Linked DNA regions of Sus scrofa: region 2 is linked to region 1. The links are chromatin contacts, called in public Hi-C maps. All regions are on one chromosome and are shown on one strand. The core of a region is the stretch at or near the end of the contact, and the rest is flanking DNA. Distances in the headings are between cores, read along the strand shown. Region 1 has its middle 270 kb from the start of MREG. Region 2 has its middle 96 kb from the start of MREG.

Region 1 (5,274 bases), core at 1,878-4,377:
TTGAAACATCTTTGCTAATTTGATAAAAAATAAGATCTTATTCTCTTTTATTTGCTTTGTTTCATTATTATGAGGTTGAACATTTTCTAATATGTTAATTAAGTATTTTATATTGTGAAGTGTCTGTATGTTTTTCATGCAGTTAGCTATTAGGATGTTTGTATTTTTATTTTGTAATGAAAGGAGTCAGGTTCAGTTCAATTCAGTTGTAACACATTTCTCTTCTGCTTTCATGATTCTTTGATAAGTAACACAGAGGCTAGAGACGATTTCTCAATCTGAAAACAAATAAGCCCAGGCAATTTTGGCTGTTTGGGGAAGGAAAGTTTGGAGAAAGGAGAAGTAAAAGGAAAGAAAGAACACACATTTTCTCACTCTCTTCTGCAGATCCTGGCAGCTCCATGGAGGTGCTCTGGGGCTACATGGGCCAAGGGAGGTGAAGGTACAACTCTGGCCTTCTGGTCCTCTGCCTAATATCTCATTTTCTGAAGGGTTTTATTGGAAGAAAGGATCACTTGGCTAATAAATGTTTGAAAATAACAAATATTTGTGTATATAAGGACCATCTGGGAAGTCTACTAAAAATGCAGATTCCTAAGATCTCATCCAGAAGACTGCAGGTGGAGCCAGGGAATTTGCTTTTAACCTGTGGCTAAACTAACTCCTAGACACACACTTTGGGAAATGCTGCTCTGTCCTGTTTCCCAAAGTGTGGAATTTACAGGATGATTCTAAGTGGTACCCAAGATGACTTTGATTAAATGAAATTGTTATGACATTAAATAAAATGGAATTACACAAGATGAGAGATTTTCCTTTGCCATTCTCTTTCAACCCTTCTGAATGGATCAAGGGGAAGTTTTTCTTTGGCACTAATGTGTCTTTAACACCTTTCCAGCACATGTTAACCTCCCTTTTAGCAGAAAGAATGGGCCTTAGGCTCAACACTTCAGCAGGTAATAACATCTAAATTATAATGACATTATTTTGATTTTATTAGGTTATTTGCATGGTTTCCTTCTAAATTTGAAAAATTATAGCAGAATTTAAATTATGGTATGATCATAAGATATTGGAAAATGATGGTAGGGGTGTTATAGGCAAAAATAGTGAAGGCTGAGGTCCAATGAATCAAATCTATGAATCACTGCTATGAAACACGAGCTTCTGTCCAGAAAGAGCAGATTGAAATCCTGCACTGGGGTGATGGAGGAGGCTAAGAAGCTTTGGGAACAGTCCTCTGCTCTTGGTGGAGGGGTAAAGTGGGGAACTTATTCATAATTTACCCTGTGGCTTGCACTGTCAGTCATCTTAATAGGGGTGATGCACTTTGCTGTTTATTCTTGAAGATGATTCAGGGTAAAACAGAACAACTTATGTCCATCTTCAGCCACACATACGTGATCTTCTGCAGGACTAAAGAGTACTGGGACCTGCCAGCTGGCAACTCAGTATTTGGCAGAAGGGTAAAGATGCTGCCTTGAGCAGTTACAGACAATTTCTCTCAGTCTCTTCTCTAATGCTTTGGAATGAAAAAACATCACTGACTCACCATGCCATGTATGGTGTAAGGAGAATTCTAAGAGGGTTTTGTAATGGGTTCCCTTTTCAGAGCATGAGAGAGACTGGATTAGTATCCATTAAGAAAGTTTCAGCTTAAAAAAAGACAGCTCATCACCTATTTTGGATTTGAAAAAGCTGACTCTAAACCAACAAGCATTGTGTTTTCTGATTGAGAATTTAGGATACCTACAGGAGATGTTACTTATACCAGGAATAGTCCCCTTGAAAAGCAATCATCATTGATCTTTACTAGCTGTCTTCTACCTTATTGTCTAATTTACTGAACAGATCTCAGGTTTTAAAATGTTAACCCCTTTTCTTTAGTAAAAACATTGTAGCTGGAGGATATCTGCTACCATATCTTAATAATGGAATTAGCCTACCATTCCTTTGTTTATGTGTATAGGCAAGAACTATAAGGGAAAATATCTCTCATAGTCCTATAACAATTTCATCCATTGTAACCAGGGCTGGAAATAAAGCAACAGAAATATATCTTCCATGCAAACTTTGTTCAGTGTCTCTTCCTTGGTAGATGGTCCTCTTGGAATCTGGTCACTTCCTGGAACCCAGGGATATTAGAGACTTGGGTTAGTCATTATTTTTCCAAAGAAAATTGTATGAGTTTTCCTAAGTTTCATTCTCTCTTTTAATTCTTAAGAATAACGTATCTGGAACAGGAGGAAGACAGAGTTCTTGCCCCTTCCATGCCTTACCCTCCAGTGTGGGCTGGATGCTGCACCTGCAGATCAGCAGGGATGATTCTCTATCCTGCTTCATTGGAGCTTGGCGCTCAAGGGCAGGTGAGGGCAAGACCACAGTTTCCAGAGATAATACATTCAGGATCTGGGTGGTAGAAGGAGAGAGAGAAGTTTCTTACCTACTCACGGTGATCTTCAAAAACAATTATCAGGTAACATTTGAGTGTGGCACTGTGTTAACATGTGTACCAACAGCAGGAAAGATCTTTCCAGTAGATGAGTGTTTTCACCTTGTTAACACTGGTATCCACATGGTGGAAAACTCATATTCATACCAGGGCATAAATGGAAACATTTCCCCTTTCACCAGCTTTGTGGGTGGAATAAAAAGTAGTGGCCAACTTTATTGGCTTTTCTGGTCTTCCATCTGAGGGGCTTGAAAGCTTTCAGAAATAGGGATCCTGTGACATTGGATCACCATATGTGGAGGCAAGAAGAGCAGAGGTGGTAGCATCTGTGGGTCTGGTACCAGAGTTAATAAAAATCTTCCCAGCTGCTCTTTCAGAGAAATCACCCCAAACCTCCCTCAGTGGTTCTATTTCAATCTCCTAACTGTGACTCTGGGTGGATGAATACAAATGGATTCTTTAGACATTTTTCACTGATCTTGTCTGGTATGATTGCTCTTTCCTCAAGGGTATGAACACAGCTTTTGTTCTCCTTCTTATACTCACTCTTCTGTTGCTCCTACTCCTCCCATAGGACAGAGAAGATTCCTCAGCAGGTGAAAGCATTGCACACTGTTGGGTTTTTAACAGGAGAAAGCCCCCTGTCAGAGATTAAACCCTGCTTTGAGTGTAGGTGGTTTTAAGTCTGAAGAGAAATGGCAGTCTGGCATTTCAGCACTCTCAGTAGGATTCCCACAGGGCCAAATACATCATACAACAAGTCTAGAAGACACTGGATTGGCTCGAAATATGACCCGAGCTTCTGGGCAGATGATCTGAGCAGATGATTCTGTTCTACCACAGCAGATGAGGCCAAGTTTGTTCTGAAGAAGCCAGTCAAGATGAAGGTAGGCTCTGGAGGAGAAAGGCTGGAGGAACCAGGTTGGAAGTCATTAGGGGAAAAAGCCCAGTCCCCAGCCAGTCCTCACCCAGAAGTGAGATGGAACAAAGCATGGATTCTCTTCCCTCAATAACCTAGCCCAACACAAAATAACTGGTCAATGAGGAATCTTGTGCCCACCTGGCACACACCATAAACGTGGCATTCCCATGATCCCTACAGGGAATGTGCTGTGATGTGCATAAGTCAATTCCAGTCTTTCCTCAGGTATTGCCTGAGAGTGTGTAAACTATGTGTACTTGGAGAATAGGGCACCTCGGGACGGGAAGGATCTGCTAAAATTGTTGCCTTAAGGATGAGGCACTGTTGCAAAAGGACTGTTGTGAAAACCAACGCCCTGTGATTGACTGATTGGGGCTCGGACTCAGACACTAGAACCTGGGCACCCGACCACTTTTTAACTTATCCTCCAGCTTTGAACAGCCATTTCCTGTGACCGTGCAATCAGGAAAAAATAAAAAGCAATTCTCTTGGTTGGCACTTGGGAAAAGTCTGCCCTTCAGAACTTGACTCTGCTCTTCTCTTTGATATTTGCCTGATCTTTACACGTGAGTCACTTTTACTCCATTCTTCTGAACTCCTGATGTCTTTGGTTCTCCCTGGAGTTAAGAACACTATCAACTCCTCCCAAGCTGCTCATTCTACTGTCATAACTGATAATATATTAAGTTCAAAGGAAAATCTTAGGCAACCATTTGGTTGCCTCATTTGCAACTGCATTTTGATCAGTATACCAAGTATCATTTTGGAAAGCCATAGAAAGTCCATCAGTTTCAAAGCATGGGGGGCAAAAATGCTTTGCATCATATTTCTAGGGCTTCTTTTAAATTTCATATGAAACAGTCTTTACTGGCTGGCCAGCCAAGAACTCCAGCTGATATCAGCTGCTGTCATTTGGTGTGTACAAAAACAAACAAAAAGATTTTTCCAAAGAATTTGTTATCAGTAACACTATTGCAGCTTGGCATAACCCACTTGACAATATCAAAAGAGATGGTATCATAGAATGTAACAGGAAGCAGAATGCAGTTTTGTTTCATGATCTGGCCAGAAAAAACAAATTACATTGAGTGACCTGAGGCAAACTGACTTCATGAGACCCCTGGTCCTTATACACATTAGAGTTTTGTCCCAGTGAAGGGATTATAAAAGGAAAGTTAGCAGGGCTTTCAGAAAAGAGACCCTATCCTTTTCAATTACATCTGATTTATGAACTGTTTAAACTATTTCCCAAAGTCTGCCTTCTCAGGCTCTAGCCTGTCTGATAAACACTGCACAAAAATTCTGCTGGTTTGCAAAATCTGACTCTTTCCACTGTCTGAAGTCCCCTTTTGGAGCCTGGGAGGAAGGAACGTTGAGCTCCAAAGAGCTGCCAGTGACAAATGTCTACTGCATTTCCTGATGTCAGGGGACAAAAGAGAGACTTGAAAGAGAAAACACACATGCCGTGGAATCCTCTTTCCTTCAACTCCCTCGGAGCTAAATGCTGACCTATCGGTTTTTTAGGCACCCCCACCCCCTCAGCCGTTCTCCCACTCATGCTGTGGTCTATTCTCCAGAAATAGATCCTTTTGGGTTTCTAACTAGATGGAATTATAGAAAACAAACTGTGTAAATTCCCAGGCCCACAATTTTCTCATAGCCAGGAAGGGAGTAGGTGACTGGGTTTGGATTACCATCCCCCTCTGGCCACCCCCCCAACCTTCTTTTCAAAAGCAAATTCTTTTAAAAGTATAGAGAGAACATAACTCAGCAGTCATCTGGCAATAAGGGAGCGTGATTCTCTTTCAAAATAATAATGACGCCAAACTTTGTAGAAAGAGGAAACTGCTCTCATTGTTCCAAAGACCCTGCTTGATGTAGATAAATATCTCTCAAGGCG
Region 2 (5,274 bases), core at 1,121-3,620, 170 kb before region 1:
GGAGACGTCGATAATTGGTGGGGGAAAGCAATGTGCCTGATGTGGCCTGGTATTTCTGACCCATGCGATCACGGATCTCATTAGCAGTCATACACAAAATCAACCTCTAGTTTCGAGGTTGAAAGGAGACCCCGAGAATTTACCTTTTTATGAGGAATTTAGCACAAGCCATTGCTTTGAATCCTAAAGCTCTATCAGCTTACTCATTTTTTCTCCTCTTCCTTCAATAGGCAAACATCAGTGGAGGGCTTTTTATTCTTTCCTTGCACTTGAATTTTTGAAAATCCATTATGAATCATAGTAGTTAACTCCAGGTCTTAGCACCACAGAACTTGAACAAGTTGTTCTGGAGAAAGGCGAGGAAAAAGAGTCAAACCTTTTTCTAAAAACCTTTAAAACTCTTTTCACACGAAGTGTGGCTAAAAGATATCTGTGCATTTGAGATAGTTTAAAGCTAGACATAATTCGTGGTTTTAACTAATTTTCATAATTTTAGCTTTCATTCAAAATAACTGGTATTTTTGAATTGGCTTGAGCTATTCCTCTTGCTGTTAATTTAAAATATGAAAATGAAACTGTAGACTTGGACTCCTTTCTGAATAAACATACAGACAAAAATGTCCATGGAACTTGAGAGCATCTGAGAGTTTTTTTTTCCCTTTTCTTATGTGAATAGAACAATAACAAATTTAAGCCAGAATGGAGAATTACTTCTTACTGCATGTATTTCTATCCAATCTAACATCTAACAAAGAAGTTGACTCTGAAGCATTGATTTAAAAATAGTTTGTCAGTGAATTAATAGAACATAATATCCCAGATTCTCAGCTGAATTAAATAAGTAAAGTCAGGGCCCATGGTAGATTCAGACGTCTGGCTTAGATCTCCCGAATTACTAAGAGGGTGATTACCAAATCAGGGAAAAGGGCAGAGTCTGACACATATAGTGATTTATAAGTCTCTGTTCCTGCAAAAATCAGGCTAAAGTCAATTCAGGTTTTACTTGCATTATGTTCGCTTTCATACTGTATGGGGATTCAAGAGTCGTCAGTATACTGGATGTGTAAAGATATAACTTCATGGAAGTTCCCATTGTGGCTCAGTGGTAATGAGCCCGACTAGTATCCATGAGGACGTGGGTTCGATCCCTGGCCTCGCTCAGTGGGTTAAGGATCCAGCATTGCCGTGAGCTGTGGTATAGGTTGCAGATGTGGCTCAAATCCTGAGGTGCTGTGGCTGTGGTGTAGGCCTCCAGCTGCAATCTGCAGTTTCAATTCAACCCCTAGCCTGGGAACTTATATATAACGTGGATGCAGCCCTAAAAAAAAAAAAAAAAAAAAAAAAAAAAAAAAAAAAAAGAAAGAAAGAAAGAAAGAAAGAAAAAGATATAAATTCACATGATGTCCTTGGAAGTATTTCTCCTCCCATAGGTGAGTCTTGATAGCATGTGAGCGAGACTGAGGAGGGCAATGCCAAAAACGCTTTCCTTGGTCAATGCCAGAGGCTGAAGTTGAGAAGAGTGGATTGTTCAAAGTGTCTTCACATTCTAAGATTTCTTGACACTTAAAGTGTGAGTTACAGTTTCTGAGAACTATGCGTTTGGATTTACCACACCTACAGGAAAGTTGGAAAGAAAGACTAGTGAAAGAAACACAGCAACACAGCAAAGGGCCTCAATTCCTCGGTGGTCCCTCTCTCACAGGCTACCTGGCAATGGCCAAGTCCTCAGCTGTCTTTGGTTCTCAAGTCCACTGCTGCTTGTAATAGATTAAGGGCCGAAATGTTCCCCTGTGGGGTGGAAATATCAATTTTAGCTTGAGCTGATAAAACTTTAAGGCTGGAATATCCCTGGATGGCTGTTCCAGATGAGCCAAGGTATCAATCCACTGCTCTTATTCTTATTATTAAAAATTTATTTGCACTTGACAACAGTGACAGCTGTAAATTGCCTCTCCAAAAACAGTTCTTATGAGGACCAGAACTGCCCCAGGTCCCAGAATGTCTGCTAATGGCTGTCTTCCGGTGCTTCGAAGATGGCTCAGGGGACCCTAGTCTCCAGAATGTCCCCTTCTTTCCCGGGGTGTGAGGTTGATTGCTGAGAAGATGTCAGACTAGGGGGACTCCTAAGGGAAGAGAGCAGAGTTATGCGGAGCTAGAAGTGGAAGGTCCAGACTTGCCTTGGTGCCATGCCCTTGCAGTCGAGTGTTGGCAATAGAGAGCTTCAGGGGCTAGCTGAAAGGATGGAGTGATACTGACTTCGGCATTACTGGCCTTAAGATGCCTCCTTCCGCCTGCTACAGAAACAGACTGGACTGTGGCTAGTGACTGTTATTGCTGACATTCTGAGACCCAGAACCTGTAGGATGGAAACACATTTCCTGGAGCAGTGAGATTTTTCCCTAGCAGCTTCTTTCAACAATCGCTAATGACCATGGGATGACCTAAGAGACAGGAATGTGAACTAATGAGACTGGCTCTTGTGTCTGGTTTGAGTAATTTGTGCCTTCTTTACAGCAACACCTCATTTAAAACTTCTGAACATAGCGAAACTCAAAGCCAGTGGGAGGTAACAGAAAATTCTCTTTCATCTTAGATCCAGGGCTGATACATCTCCATTCAGAGTTGGCCCACGCATGCCTCTCAAATCTTACAGCAACTCCTCACACTTAACTGGGAAAAATGTTTAAATCACAGCCATTCTTAGCACTCAGTTGGGGAAAAATGCTGTCCAAGTTAACCCAAACTTAAATTTTTTTTTTGTTTAAAAAAACAAAAAAATTTAATGCTTGCACAATAAAAAAAAATTTTTAAGTCAGCACATAAAAATGTAGAGGGAAAGAAAATTTCCTTCCTGCCCCAGGTCTCCAGTCACTTATTCCTCTCCCTAAAGACAGGTGCTGAGAGAATGTTCTGGGATAAGCTGCCAGAGACAGTCTTTTCAAGTCCAAATGTGTATGTGTGTGTCTATGAGCCTATAGTGTTTTCAAATTCAAGTTTGTGTGTGTATGTGTCCTACCTTCACAGATATTAGCACGTTAAACACATTGTTCTGCATTTTGCTTTTTTGCATGTCTTATCTTGGCAATCATGTCATAGATAATAAGCTGCTTCATTTTTTAAAATGACTCAATGAATATCACAATATACCTATCTTTGGGCAAGATATGAGTAAACATGTGGAATTGGTTCTAAAAGCGTAGAATTGCTGGGTCAAAGGGTATATGCCCTTTTTTTTTTCTCTTTTTAGGGCCACACCCGCATCACATGGAGGTTCCCAAGCTAGGGGTCGAATCAGAGCTGCAGCTGTTGGCCTACACCACAGCCACAGCAACATGGAATCTGAGCCACGTCTTTGATCTACATCACAGCTCACGGCAATGCTGGTTCCCTAACCCACTGAGCAGGGCCAGGGATCAAACCCAAATCCTCATGGATACTAGTCAGATTCATTTCTGCTGTACCACAATGGGAACTCCTCTGTGCATTTTTAATTTTGATATATATTAATAAATCTTTTTACAAAATATGTCATCAATTTACACTCGTACTCGCAATGCATCAGAGTGTATTTCCCCTTATCTTCCTGCTAACACAGTTAACTCAAGTTTTTGACAGAGCTAACAGTTTCTTCCTTTTATCACTCTTTTGTCTATGGGAAGTGGGCATTCTTTGTAATACAGGCCAACTTTCAAAAATTTTTTTCCTAAATAATATCACTCTTCTTACTTCTGTTCTGAAGTCATGGAAGCTTCAGTATTGAGAACAAGTGCAGCTGATTTCATTTGATAGAGATGGTTTGAATTCTATTTCTTATTTTATTCTTTTTGTTTGTTTTCACTTTTTTATTGTTATTTCCCCAGTACAATTTTTTTTTCTACTGTACAGCATGGTGACCCAGTTACACATACATGTACACATTCTATTTTCTCACATTATCATGCTCCATCGTAAGTGACTAGACATAGTTCCCAGTGCTACGCAGCAGGATCTCATTGCTAATCCATTCCAAAGGCGATAGTTTGCATCCTTATTTGATTCTAATTTGATTGCAAGCATGTCCTCAGGCCCACTACTGGAAACAAGAGGACATAGTTCTTACTTCCAAGTAGCTTGAATTGTTTTATGACTAAAAGAAAACAAAAGACCTGGAAAAGTATTTAGTATGTTGCTTTAACTAATTTGTGGATAAGAACACATATCTGGATATATATCTCCCCTTGGCATACAGATTGGCGTATGCTTGTTTGCCTGAGACCTGAATGTAATCAGAACATGTAAAAACAAAGGAAAAGACCAGCAGTGCCATGCAGTTGTCTTTTTGGTGGGCAATTTCAAGGGAGCGAGCTGCAGAAAGGAACTGAGCAATGGGAAGAGTGTGGTTGGCTTTTCAGGAACCTGGCCATGATGAGAAAGGTAAAGCAGGGAGGCGAGGGTGGGGAGTAGGGAAGAAAACAGGAGATGCAAGAAAACAGGTCCAGAGAGGCTGGACTTTCAAGCATGGATGGAAAGGAGAGAGGACACTTCCTGCAAAGAGGGTAAATCTTTGAGTCTGTTTCTGTTTTGTTCAGTTCTTTGTATCATTTTTTTGTTAGATTCTGAATCATTTCTTTAAGAAGCTCTGGCCTTCAAAATACGATCTGAATTGTTTCTGGTGAGTTGCTTTCTGTCCACGTTGGGAGGCTCTGGTTTAGCCAGCGGAGGCACAGGGGCAAGCCAGGTGGGATTTAGGAAATGTTTTCTCTGCGTTTGTCTTGCCTCTCCTTCCTCAATAATTAGTTATCAGGTGAAATTCTCTCTTATACTGAGATGTGGTCCCCATAGTGAAAATGGACATAGGGCTCAAAAGAAATCCTTTGATACCAAAGGTGTTGTTGGAATCAGGTAGGAGATCTGCCCCAAAGGCATCTGTGATATCAAGGTTTCACTGATTCATCACAGGTAACTGTTCCTGCCAGGATATCAAAATACTCCAGGAGCATCCCCTTCCTTATTCTCATTTTGTTGGGATAATGAGGAGGAGCAGAGAGGTACAGTGATCCGACCCCTGTCCACTGTCACAGGCTTGGTCTAGACAACACGTTCCTCCCGGGATGAGGATGCAAGGAATTTTTAAGTTGTGGGAGTTCCCAAAAAAGGAAAAATGAAAGTTCCCCCTTTGGGTTTATACTCATATCCGTCTTTCCAGATGGTCACGGCTCCAACCTGGCTGAAAATGTGAGAAGGCAGCCTTTGGCCCTGTCTGCTACCTTCAAAAAAAAAAAATGTCATGGCTGT

Evidence for each region. A called contact is a pair of places that touch in the nucleus more often than the background predicts.
Region 2: a Hi-C map of omental adipose tissue shows a contact between it and region 1, with 1.9 times the contacts expected there. The contact joins two enhancer-like sites. A contact is called at or near these places in 5 of 47 Hi-C or Micro-C datasets (alveolar macrophages, embryonic fibroblasts, epiblast stem cells and 1 more).

The regions. Positions count from the first base shown.
Region 1 is chr15:118,004,769-118,010,042 of Sscrofa11.1, reverse strand. No RefSeq gene overlaps it. Among named protein-coding and RNA genes, the nearest start is that of MREG, 270 kb to the left of the region's middle. Within about 2 kb of position 3,127, at least 12 of the 83 cell types and tissues checked have an H3K27ac peak or open chromatin away from gene starts, as enhancers often do. A contact at or near this core is called in omental adipose tissue, where this site is marked.
Region 2 is chr15:118,175,242-118,180,515 of Sscrofa11.1, reverse strand. No RefSeq gene overlaps it. Among named protein-coding and RNA genes, the nearest start is that of MREG, 96 kb to the left of the region's middle. Within about 2 kb of position 2,370, at least 3 of the 83 cell types and tissues checked have an H3K27ac peak or open chromatin away from gene starts, as enhancers often do. A contact at or near this core is called in omental adipose tissue, where this site is marked.